Regions from separate parts of the Canis lupus genome. Here region 1 is linked to region 2. A link is a contact called in public Hi-C data. All regions are on one chromosome and are shown on one strand. The core of a region is the stretch at or near the end of the contact, and the rest is flanking DNA. Distances in the headings are between cores, read along the strand shown. Region 1 holds the start of SIPA1L2 (signal-induced proliferation-associated 1-like protein 2). Region 2 holds the start of MAP10 (microtubule-associated protein 10).

Region 1 (5,887 bases), core at 2,124-4,623, 150 kb after region 2:
TGCAGAGAAACACAGTTGAGACTGATGTTGAAATTATTTCAGAAGGAGTGGATGTGCTGATTCATAATTGTCAAGAGGATTAATCCCTTGCGTTTGTTTCTTTAGGAACCCCTCAGAGTGCAATGAAATTCACAGGAGCAAACAGACTTGAGAGGCCGAAAGTGAATAAGGTATGAGGAAGACTGGACCTGAGGGAAGGTGACAGTGACAAGATAAACACATGACCCTTCCTTCTAGCTTTTGGGCAAATACAGTGTCACACTTCATAGTTGATATTTTTCTCTAGAACTTCAGCAAAATGTATAGCTTGAATAGAAAAAGATATTTTTTTTCCCCAGTAAGATATTCTAAGGCCAAAATGTTGCACTGATATCTTAACAGGGAGGTAATTTCGGCTTCTGCCCTTCCCTTCCTCAAAATGGTGTGAAATAAGAGGGCTGATGTTAAAACGAGTGAGGAAGGATGCAAGCATTCCATCTAATAGTATTTCTAGAGTCTGTTTTAGGGGAAGAAGATGCAAAGCTCATTCCTAAGCTCTGTCCCTTAAAGATCTCACAGTGTGCTGCAAGGTGGACACCTTGTGGGGCTGGCCCTGGGCCCCGTCGCCACTGTCCAGCATAGGCCAGACATGGCAAAGGGGCTCAGGATATGTCTCCTAAAGACAGAGACATTGTGACAAGGGAGGGCTGCATGTGACCTGGGGTTCTGGGAAATCAGAAACTCTCTAGGGCTTTCATTAATGCAGACAGCTGACTACTGTGTGCTGTCCCTTAGGAGTACTTAGAAAAATGCCACCAACTTCGATAGTGCCCAAAAGGGCCTCTGGTGTTTCAGTTCACAAAACACCAGGAGAGGGATGGTAAAGTGGGAGATGAAGGGAATTGTGGCTGACATCATCATTGAGCTTCTAAGCAGATTTCCTTATAATATTGTCACATACTGGACATTGAGGAACACATCAAAGTTCCTCCTCATCTACTAGACAACGGGCAATTGCAGCTGCAGCAGCATCAGGAGCCACCTCAGGGCCAAGCACTGACTCACGTAGTTTGAGCCAAGTCACAATGCAGGGGGAGCCGTGGTTCTGTTCCTTAAGGCCCTTAGGGAGTACTGGGAAAGACAATGAACCATGCAACCTTGTGAGGCATGAGCAGTACTGTGATGACGTTAGGAAGAGAAATATATCCTCTTTGGGCTCCCCCAGGAAATAAATGTCTGTCCGGGACAAAAATCCCCGTGGATTTTGTTCGTATGTCTAGTAGAGCATCTACCATGTGTGAGGATCAACGCCTGTGAGATGGTGCGCTCCGGAAGAGCAGGGCCCATGTCCTATGTGTTTTTATATCCCCTGCTCCTAGCATTTTCTGGAACATCACGGGGTCTCCACACTGTGCTTGCTTAATGAATAAATGACAATCTTGTAAGTGCTGATAATAGGAAGCCCTGCAAACCCGGAGAACTCAGAAACTCTTTCATGTCATTGTAACACTGACATGTTTTATTATACCCGCTCCCATGTATTATACCCATATTTCACAAAGAGATGTAAACGACTGTACAATGGGTACATGCTTTAGATAACAGAGAAATACAGCATGGGAAGAACAGCCTCTAATTTTGCACAGGGTTACATTCTAGGGAGTGTTTGTAATGGGGAAGTACAGACCTCTTTATCTCTCCAGGAAGAATTCTTCCTCTAGAAAGAGGAACTGAAAGCCCTGGATCCAGTCTCCGGAAACTGCCAGGCCAGCTCTACTGCTGGGGTAAAGCCAGCTCCGGAAATGCTATGGTGGGGCTGGAAGGTAGGTTAGCGACTACCTAAACCGGTCCACTCCTGCTTATACGGGGTGACTCCCACCGGACCGGTTAAGCATAGCCAATCCCACCGTAGCTTAACAAGTCTTCTCTTAAAAAAAAAAAAAAAGAGTTCCTCGGGGATCCCTGGGTGGCTTAGCGGTTTAGCGCCTGCCTTTGGCCCAGGGCGTGATCCTGGGCCTGCTTCTCCCTCTGCCTGTGTCTCTGCCTCTCTCTCTCTCTGTCTTTCATGAATAAATAAATAAAATCATTTTTTTTAAAAAAGAGTTCCTTGAATTTTTCAGCAACCCATTCAAATGTCGAACAATTTATATTAATAGTTTCAGGTAGTGCTTCCTCGTCGGTGGCCAACATTTCCTAGGAAGTAGAAAAGATGGATATAAAAAGCTCATTTCCTCCTCCTTGAGATAAAGGTCCAAAGCCTTCCCGCTCGAGGTTGAGGAGTGCCTGGGGTCGGCTGGGCGGGCTGCGGCTGGGGCTGGGGCTGCGGCTGGGGCTGGGGCTGCGGCTGGGGCTGGGGCTGGGGCTGCGGCTGGGGCTGAGCCGGGCGCCCGGACTTCTCGCCTCTCCAGGCTCCCCACGCCCGGACTCAGGAAGTTTTCGCCTCCGCAGGACGCCGGCGCCCTGGCGCCCACCTGGTCCACCTGACCTCGTCCTGACGCTCCGTCGGTCTCCGCGCCACCTCCCGCCGCAGCCCCGGGGGCAGGGGCTCTGCGGGGTCACCCGGGCGCCCTCCCGGGCCGGCCGTCCTCCGAACGCGGCGCCCGCGGCTGCGGCGGGTCCCCGGCCCGCGGCGCTCAGGCTTGGGCGGCGCGGGGCCTCGAGTGCCGGCGGCCGCGTCTCTCCGGCTCCGGAGACTGCGGGCCCGGCAGGGTCGCGACGGCGCGACGGGGCCGCTCGGAGCCCGACTCCGGGTTTTAACTTCTTGCGGCCGGAGGGGGAGGACGAGTCCGCGGAGGGCGGCGCCGGGCCTCCCGGAGCGCGGGGCCAGGTAGGACGCACCTGCCGCGAGGTCGCCAGGCGCCGCGCCCCGCACCCCGCGCCCCGCAGCCCCCCCGGGGAAGGGCGCCCGGACGCCTTCGGGACGCGGAGCTCTCGCGCGCCGCGGGGCCTGGGAACCGCGCACCGGCTGCGCCCCGAGCCCCGCGGGGCGGCGGGACGGACGGCGCCCGCGCCCAATCGCGGGGCGGGGCCGAGGGGGCCTGCAGGCAGCAGCCAATGGGAGGCCGCAGAGCGGGCGGGGGCGGGGCCGCAGGGCGGGCGGGCGGCGGCGTCGGGAGCCGGCGCGGCAGACCGGGAGCCCGGGAGGAGCCGGCGGAGCGGGAGGAGGAAGACGGAGGAGGAGGAGCAGCGCCGCGCCCCCGCCCCGGCCGCCCGCCCGCCCGCCCGCCCGCCGGACCCCGGGCGGACCGCTCCAGCCGCAGCCGCAGCCGCAGCCGCAGCCGCAGCCGCAGCCGCAGCCGCGGGGCCGGGCCGCCTCCCGCCGGAGCCCGGCGCCGGCAGAGTCCGGGCCGATGGGCAGCCCCGGGCAGCGGCGGGCGGCGAGGCGGCGGCCCCGGTAGGCGCCGCCGCGCGCTCGCGGGCTGCAGCAGGTCCCCGCGGACTGCGTCTCCGAGGTGCGTGTCGGGCGAGCGGACGGGGAGCGCGGCGGGTCGGCTCGGAGCCTCCGCTCGTGTGCGCGCACGGCCCGGCGAGGACTGCCCCGGGGTGAAGGCGCTGCCCCGGGGGCGCCCGGGGGCCGACGGCGCGGCCGCGGGGCGGGGCGGGGGCGCGGGCGGGGGTCCCGCGGGCGGAGGGGCCGCCGCCGCCGCTCCCGCAAAGTTACCGATCGCAGGAAGGTTATTCCCGGCCTGGGGACGCGAGCGCTCGCGAGGACCTCCCGGGGCGCAGCAACTCCTCTGGGACCCACCTGAGAGCGCAGAGAAAAGGCCGCGGGACGCGGGACGCGGGACGCGGGCCCCGGCGCGCGGCGGGGTTACTTGCGGAACTTGCTGCGGGGCCACCCCACCCCCCGGAGGGTGTGCGACCCCCGCGCGCGCCCTCGCCCTCGCCCTCGCCCTCGCCCTCGCCCCCGCCCGGCCCCTCCCTCCGGGGGAGATCCGGGCCGGGGCGAGCGCCCTCCGGACTCGGGGCCCCGGGGTGCCGACGGCTGTGCCGCCCCGGGTGCCCGCGCCGCGCTCCGCCTGCCGCTCCCGGGCCTGGTCGGGTCCCCGCGTTACTGAAGCTGGTCTGACCACGTCCTGGGAGCATCCCCTAGAGCACCTACAGATTAATTTCCAACCGTGCCACAAACCCAAAGAATCAATTTCGGTTCATCATCTACAAGCGAGAGCCGATGCTTCTAGGGAAGAGAAAACAACTTGGCATTGCCCCTCTGGGAGATATTTATCATCATTAACCTGCTCCAGCTAAATTAATTCAGCCCAGGATGACTCCAGCGTGAGTATTGGAAAAAATCAAGTGCATTGGTCACGGAATCGTAGTCACCGAAACATGATTTTGGTCAAAATAAAATTGTGCACGTTTTGGGTTTTGTGTAAATGAGTGTTGGTTTTCATAAGGATGGCCTTTCTTTTCTTTTCTTTTCTTTTTTTTAAAAACAAAGAATCTTGATGATTCTCATAGGTTTGCTTTCAGTAAGTTCAAAATAGTCACTAAGATTTTTCTTTTCTTTGCCTCTTTTGTCTGCAGTTTTCATTTCTAAATGTTAACACTAGATGGCTTTCTTATGACAGGCATTTAGTTAACTGGGCTTTTGAGTTGCCTGTCTGCCATCGGGGCTGCAATTTTTCCAGTTTTGCAATTAGTAACGGGAGAAAAAAGATCTCCAGAACTGTTGCTTTCTTTGAAATATATTAGTTCCTTATAAAACAAACACCTAGATTCCAATAGGTGTGCTATTATTTCTGGCATTCCTAAAGATGAATTTTAGGAGGCAACTTGCTCACCATTTTTAATCACAAATTTAAGGATGTCTGTTTTATGTTTTCATTTATTTGAGGAATGTATTTAGACAGCATTTTCACTTACAGTGTTTACTGCTTAGTTTAGTAGTTCACTGCTTGTTTCAGAGAGGGCTAAATCAATATTATTCATGGGGAAGTACAGTCTTTCTTGAGTTTTGGGTACAGATAGCATTGCTTCTTCCTAAGATTCCAGTCATACATGTAGTTGGGAGTGCACATGCATGATTCATTCATCCCAAGGATTGTGTTAGGGTCATCTTCACTTCTTTCCTCCTAGTTGATGCTTGGTTTTTCACTTTTAAGCACAATCCTTTTCCTGAGAAGTACAGTAGCCTGTAGTTGGCCATTTTAGCAGAAGCAGGTTCTCAGTTACACATTTTAAGCACTTTCTTTCTAAAGTAAGACCATGGCAGCCTGTCCAAATCTTGCCTAGGTAGGCAAACTTGTTCATAAGCTGGAGAAATTATCTTGGACTCATTTTATAGCCGTCATTTATTGTGTGTCTTGCCCAGCTTAAAATATGACATATTGAATTTGTTTGTTCTAAATTAGAGTGTATTCATAAATAGCTGAAGAAAAAAAAAAAAACTCTGTGGCAAACATCTGGGAAGTAGGAAATGAAATCAGAAACAGCTTTTATCAGTACCCACATGCTACCTATAGATGGGGTGAAATGAACTTGGGTAAGAAGCAGTATAAGCATTTGGTCTGGAAAATAAGAGATAAATTGCAGATATGGAGGTAGAGCTTCTGGCCTTGGGGTATAGGCTGCAGATTTTCCCCAGCCGATTTAAGTGCATATTTTTCATCAGATGCTTCTGTTAAGTCTTAGCCTTTAAGGGAATTATCAGAGCATCATGATTTGGCTTTTATGATGTTTATTGTAGTTCAAGCTGGGTACTGGGGGTTTGTAAGCTGTCTGCCCCCCCCCCCCCCCCCCCCCCCCCCCCCCCCCCCCCCCCCCCCCCCGAACTGGAATGGTATTTTAAAGGATTCCTTGATACCTGAGCTTGGTAAACACCTGTCTGCCTGGGGAATCTTTTCACCTGAGGCAATAGGAGTAGTGGGTTATTCATTTTGATTATCTATTCTTGAAAGTGAGGAAA
Region 2 (6,168 bases), core at 38-2,537:
ACACAGACAACTCAACCAACAAAGCATTTAACAAAGGCAGCTGCCTTATTGTATCAACTCTATTCTGTTCAGTTTGGGCATGATCTGCAGTTTGATCACTTGCTCCTACATCCTGAACATGGCGGGTATTTATGAGCATTGGAGGACTCTCCCGGGTCCCAGACTTAGTAGGTTTCAGACAATCAGTATCTGTTGGGGCAGTTGCACGATTTTCCTCCAGAAAAATACCATTCAATCCCTCAGGTACATTTATCTGTGGCTTAATGGTGATTGTACCCCGTACAGGAGGCATCTTTTCTGGCGTCAAATGAGTGTAATACAGAGGAGGGGGGCAAAATGTGTTGGTTTCAACGTCCAACTCTGTGACTTCCTGATCTGGGGGGCTGACGCTCCTCACCCCACTAGAATTTGAACACACAGAGCTGGTTTTGCCATGCTCCGAAGAAACTCTGTTACCGGAGTTGGTCTGACGGTGGAAAGCTATTTCCCTCAACTCCTTCTGTGCCTTTGGGACTCTTAAACTGGCGAGAAACCTATCAGCATCCTTGGTTCCGGGCTCTGACTTGGGTTGCTGTGTTTCCTGCGGGGCTTGGGAAGCGACTTCTGCACGCTCCACCTCACCTCCCGCGGAAGCGACTGGCCTCTCAAGGTGGCTCAGCAGGCTGCTTCCCAAGTCAGTCAAGCGGTAGCCCAGAGCAATGTCCCCAACCCGCTGCCCAACGTGGTCACGCAGGGGGAAACTTCCGCGGCGACCCTGGGAGCAGCCAGAGGCGGCCGGCCCCAGGACCTGGTGGGCGGCGGCGGCCAGCGAGATGCTGCAGGCACCCAGGAGCTGGGGGGCAGGAGTCGGGCGCCCCGGGGGCAGCTGCAGCAGCAAGGTGTAGAGCGGGGTCCGCAGGAGCAGGCGGTGCAGGGTGGCGGCGTGCAGGCGGAAGAGGCAGGACTTGCCGCGACCGAAGCGGACCAGGCCGGGCCGGGGTTCCGGGGCTGGGGCGCCGGGGCCTTCCGGGGGGTAAACCAGCAGCGTGGGGAAGTCCAGCAGGCGGAAGGCCACCGCGGGGCACAGGTCGCGCGACGGCGGTGGCGGCCGTGCCTCCTCCTCCTCCTCCTCCTCGGCCTCCTCTTGCTCCCCCTCCACCGCGACGACGGGTGGCGGCGGCGGCGGCGGCGGCAGCCGGGCTTCAAGACGCACCCAGTCTACGAGCAGCTCCAGAGAGAAGAGCCGCTCGGACGTGGGGGCCGCCATTGCTGTTGCCCCTGGAGACGCTGCCGCCGGCTCGGGGAAGGGGAGCCGAAGCCGGTTCTCGCGAGAGTCACGGGGACCACAGCGCCTATGCGTGTCCTCTCGCGAGACTTAAGGGGGACCCCTGCAGGTCTGGGCAGCAGTTGCTCTGGGAATTTTCGCTGCTCCGCGCATCTTGCTCTCCGGGCTTACGTTATCACAATTACTTTTAACACTGAAGCGTGATCATATGATGGCAAGAAAACAGACTTTTTTGTTTGTTTGTTTGGGCCACGTTTCTATCCATGCAGATCTCCTGCAATTTTGAGGTCAGGTCTAACTCTGAGGAAAATTGAGAGTAAATCAGGACTCGGGACCCCAGGGCAGAAGAAAGCCAGTTGACTCTCCAGGGTCGGCCTTCTCGGTCTTCTCTGGCTCCACCCAAAGGTGATGACACTGCTGTGAAGCAGCGTGGGAGCCCCTATCTGGGTGAATTATGATAGCACCGAGACGCGCAGCGGGTGTGGTCCCATTTCCATTTGAGCAATCACCATGTGTGAGATTAATGTTAATGATTCCATTTAACAAAACAAATAGATCTACGTAAACAGCCAGTTGGGGGAGGGGAAAAGATCTTAGAGCACTATCCCAGATTCTCAAGGACACATATTTCTAACCTCAGTAAACCAGCTACATGGAAACCAAGACTGATGACACGGAGAGCTTTGAACGACATGGATAGTTCTGTAGAAGATGTTTGGGATGAGCAAGCGTGAACCCATCAATGTTTAGAAATGTAGCTATACAAATACAAAGGATGGATTCTACTAGTAACTAATTGAATTCAGGGCAATCTACTAGGAGGCTGTCCCATTGGTGCAGGTGGTGGCCTGAATTTGCTCAGGGTCAGGGGAGAGGACAAAGAGAGATGAAAGAAGAGGCATTTGTGATAGCAGAATTTAGAATTTGGTGACTAGGGGCGAGAAGTTATGGATAAAAGTTTTTCACTGCTGAAGGAGAAAAAAAATGAGGCATAGATTTGATTTTTTTTTTTTTAAGTTACTTTGGGTTTTTGGGATTGTAGTTTGAGGTTCCTGCCAGACATTATGTGAATATGTTTAATTTTAGACGGCTTTATAATTTATAGTTAAACTGCATTACATCAAAGCTCAGAAGAACGTTGTAAAGCTCAAGGGAAATTCAGAATTGGAGGGAGTTGATGCTTTAGTGTGAAGACTGAGGGAGGTTTCATTGCAATATATAAATAGAATATACTACTCTTGGCCTTGAGAATCTTACTAGCTACTTGCAGAGGAAACGTTTATCAAGTGACATGCTTAATGGATGGATGACACAGAGCAACAGAAGACAGCATATTCACCAATGGAAAGCAATGGCATAGAGTCCATATGTGCATCCTGCTGTAAGTCTTTTGGGTAGGGTTAATAATGTGGAATATTAGCACTTGCATATCTCCTGCATACAGACAGTGAAACCAGTGTCCTTCTTCTATAAGGACATTGCTTCTATAATTTGTAAAGTTTCTATAGAGATAATATATTCATATTCTTTGCCCATATACTCTATATGATTGGTATTGCAATATATGAATAATATTTTATAATTGTAAACAGTGTTAAATTTAACAAGTAAAACTTTTGCTATGAAAATTAAAACATTTCAACGTCCACAGACCATACATGGAGAAATAGCACAATGCTGTGGCTGGGGTCCCAAATTCTATAAGCAAACAACCTAGCTCAAATCTTGTCTCTGTGATCATAAATTAGCTTCTCAACCATCTGTGAATCATTTTCCTCATCAAAAAATGAGGTAGTTGTAGTATCTACCTTATAAAAATATTATAATATTAGCATTATGCAATATTAGTATTATAGTAATATAGTATACATGTTAAATAGTATGCTATATAGTATAATATACTATTTACTATGTTATGCTATATTTATATAGCCTGGCATCTTGTTAAAATAAATATCATTTTACTTACTATTTGCCATATAGCAGAGTTTTTGGTTGAATTTTTTAAAGCACTAAGCTGAGTTAGAATAAATAATTTATCTGACATGGGCCTATTGTTCTCAATCTGTAAAAGTTTATGTGCTCTGTGCTTTACCTTTCATGTGGTGGCCAACTGTTTTTGTTATAGGAAAAGGCAGGGCTAGGCAAGAAACTATGGATTAATGTACATTAATACTTTAAGATATAAATCTGCTATGCAACGTTAAGGAGTTTGAGGTTTATTGTGGGGGTGGCCTGGATTAGGATGTTGGCAATGGTGTGGAGAGAAATAAGCAGACTTAAATATTTCAGAGAGAGATTTAATGGGACTGGTTGATTGATTGTATGTGAGGTATGAGGGAATGGAAGGTGAAGCACAGGTTTCTACTTTAGGCAATTAGGTTGATGGATCAGACACAGAGAAGCAGGGTTTTTTTTTTTTTTTTTTTTTTTTTTCTGTAATTGCTCTTAAAGAAGGAAGTGAGAGACCAGAAGAGAAAACTATGAGTTTCAGTGTCCCGATATGTACTTGTTATACATCCAGGTGGAAGGTGTAAATTAAATATATGAATCTGAAACCTTGAGAGATCTGGGCTGGAAATACAGGTTTACAAAACATCAAGATGGAGAAGCAACCTAATTTCTTCATATAAGGCATAGATAAGTATGGCAATGAGACTTGTTCCTTTTTTATGTGAGTTTTCTTGTGACTATTATAGTTTTCTTGTGCATATTATAAGAATTTTGGCTTGATTTCTAATGAATTAGGATTTGATATGATACTGACATCCTTTTCTGGGGGAATAACTTTAAGGTGAAAAGAGACAGTCACAATCATTAACTAAGGTAAGGTATGATGACACTAATAATTTTGAGAGGAAACAGCAACTGGATTAGTGAAACTGAGCTGAGGGTCTGCTTTTTAAAGGCAGACAGTATATCATATCATAAGGGCTCTAGATCCATCCCTTTAGGTCTAGGTGGGATGGTTTAGCAGAAGTTGTAACAATATGGCAGTGATGGAATTAAGTAAGGGAACAGCATCATATCCTGGGTGGCTGGTCTACTTTGGAGCAGAAATGCAAATATGTGGGGAAACATCAGCTTCTGCAGGAGTATGGAGGCTGGCAAAAACCATGTAGATGTCATAGCTCCAACCTAATTTACTAAGCTTTGGAAAATGGAAGGTCTCTAAGGTGCTACTGAGGGAAGTGAGGTGGACATTGAGTTTTATGGACCAAACAAATCCCAATTAGTAGGAGTCTGTAACTCAGGGACCATGAAAATGCCCAGGACTTACTCTAGAAGCACCAAATACTAATTCCAAGTCCCATTAGTAAAGCCATCCTGCTGCCTATAAACTTCCTGGCTTAGTCCAGATTCGCTCTAAAATCAGATATAACCACCTATAACTGACATAGACTGAGAGGGCTGAAGATGGCTGCCAGGAGGATGATCTAAAGCTGAGTAAAGGGATCCCTGGGTGGCGCAGCGGTTTGGCGCCTGCCTTTGGTCCAGGGCGCGATCCTGGAGACCCGGGATCGAATCCCACGTCGGGCTCCCGGTGCATGGAGCCTGCTTCTCCCTCTGCCTATGTCTCTGCCTCTCTCTCTCTGTGTGACTATCATAAATAAATAAAAAAATTAAAAAAAAATAAAATAAAATAAAAAAATAAAGCTGAGTAAAGAGAGGGCCTGCATGTAGCTAACTAGGGGAAAATGAAATCCAATATCCTTTATTTAAGGATAACTTTACACAGTGCTTCCTTTCCCCCATTTAGAAGAATGTAATCTATAAAAGGCTTACAGCTAACATCAGGCTTATGATGAAAAAAATAGTTTTTCCACTAAGATCAGGAACAAGGCAGGTGTGTCCCCTTTTGCCACTGCTTTTCAACATTGAACTGTAAGTCCTAGCTATAAGACAATAAGAAAAGGAAAGGAAATAAAAGGTATATAGATTGGCAAGGAAGAAATAAAATTGTCTTTATTTGCAGATGACATGATCATCTGTGCAGAAAATCTAAATAACTGACAAACTCTTGGAACTAATAAGTGATAATAGCAACGTTGCAGGATATCAAGTTATTATACTCAAATCTGTAGTTTTCCTATATACCAACAATGCACAAATGGAATTTGAAATTGAAAACATAATACCATTATCATTGGCACCTCCCTAAAATTAAATAGGCATAATAAATAAATAAATAAATAAATAAATAAATAAATAAATGCATACACACATACTTACTTAGGTATACATCTAAGAAAATATGTACAAGATCTGAAACCGTGCATGCCCTACAGGGTTAATAAGGTCGGAACTAGTAGAAAATTTAAAGTTTGTTTTTCAGAGAACTGTTTCTCCCTAATCAGCTATTGTTATCTTTTCAAGCCCCACTAACAAATCCATGAAGCCTGGACTCAATGTCAACTGATAGGGTTCCAGCCTGTGAACAAGCAAGGCTGCATTTCTTACCTGAGCTAAAAGCCCAAGACCCCATCTAATTTATACCAACTCTCAGAGCATGCCCCTTTTTGTCTTAAGATAGCTGCCTGACATTAGGGGCTAAATTTTGCCTTCTTCTGATGTGAAGTCTCCACCCCAAAGTGAACATGGGGTACATGTTACATATATGTTTGCTCAATAAGGATACTCCATCTTTCCTCATGAAGAGTTAACTTTCCCCCCTCCATTTCATCAATATGTATGTAGTGTCAACTCCTATGATTATAAAATACTTCTTCTCTCCCCTTTCAGGAAGGTGAAACTTGCCCTCGTTTGGCTGCCTCTCAAACAAACTCTGCCTTCCTGTCAACCCAAAGTCTCAGTAATTGTATTTGCTGTTTTGTTACAGATCTGTACTGAGGAAAAGTAGAAAACTCTGACAAGATCAAAGAAAAACTAAACGAATGGAGAAA

What was found. Hi-C and Micro-C count contacts between places; a contact is called where the count stands out from the background.
Region 1: a contact with region 2 is called in a Hi-C map of blood, with 2.3 times the contacts expected there. The contact joins the promoter of SIPA1L2 here to the promoter of MAP10 in region 2. A contact is called at or near these places in 2 of 9 Hi-C or Micro-C datasets (amygdala and blood).

Annotation. Positions count from the first base shown.
Region 1 is chr4:7,398,098-7,403,984 of UU_Cfam_GSD_1.0, forward strand. It overlaps SIPA1L2 (signal-induced proliferation-associated 1-like protein 2), which reads left to right and starts at 3,374. Exons shown (of 23, transcript XM_038533898.1): 1 at 3,374-3,431. LOC119871611 (a long non-coding RNA gene) reads left to right here. Exons shown (of 4, transcript XR_005357539.1): 4 at 106-1,476.
Region 2 is chr4:7,245,252-7,251,419 of UU_Cfam_GSD_1.0, forward strand. MAP10 (microtubule-associated protein 10) reads right to left here and starts at 1,288. Exons shown (of 1, transcript XM_038533896.1): 1 at 1-1,288. The coding sequence starts at 1,246.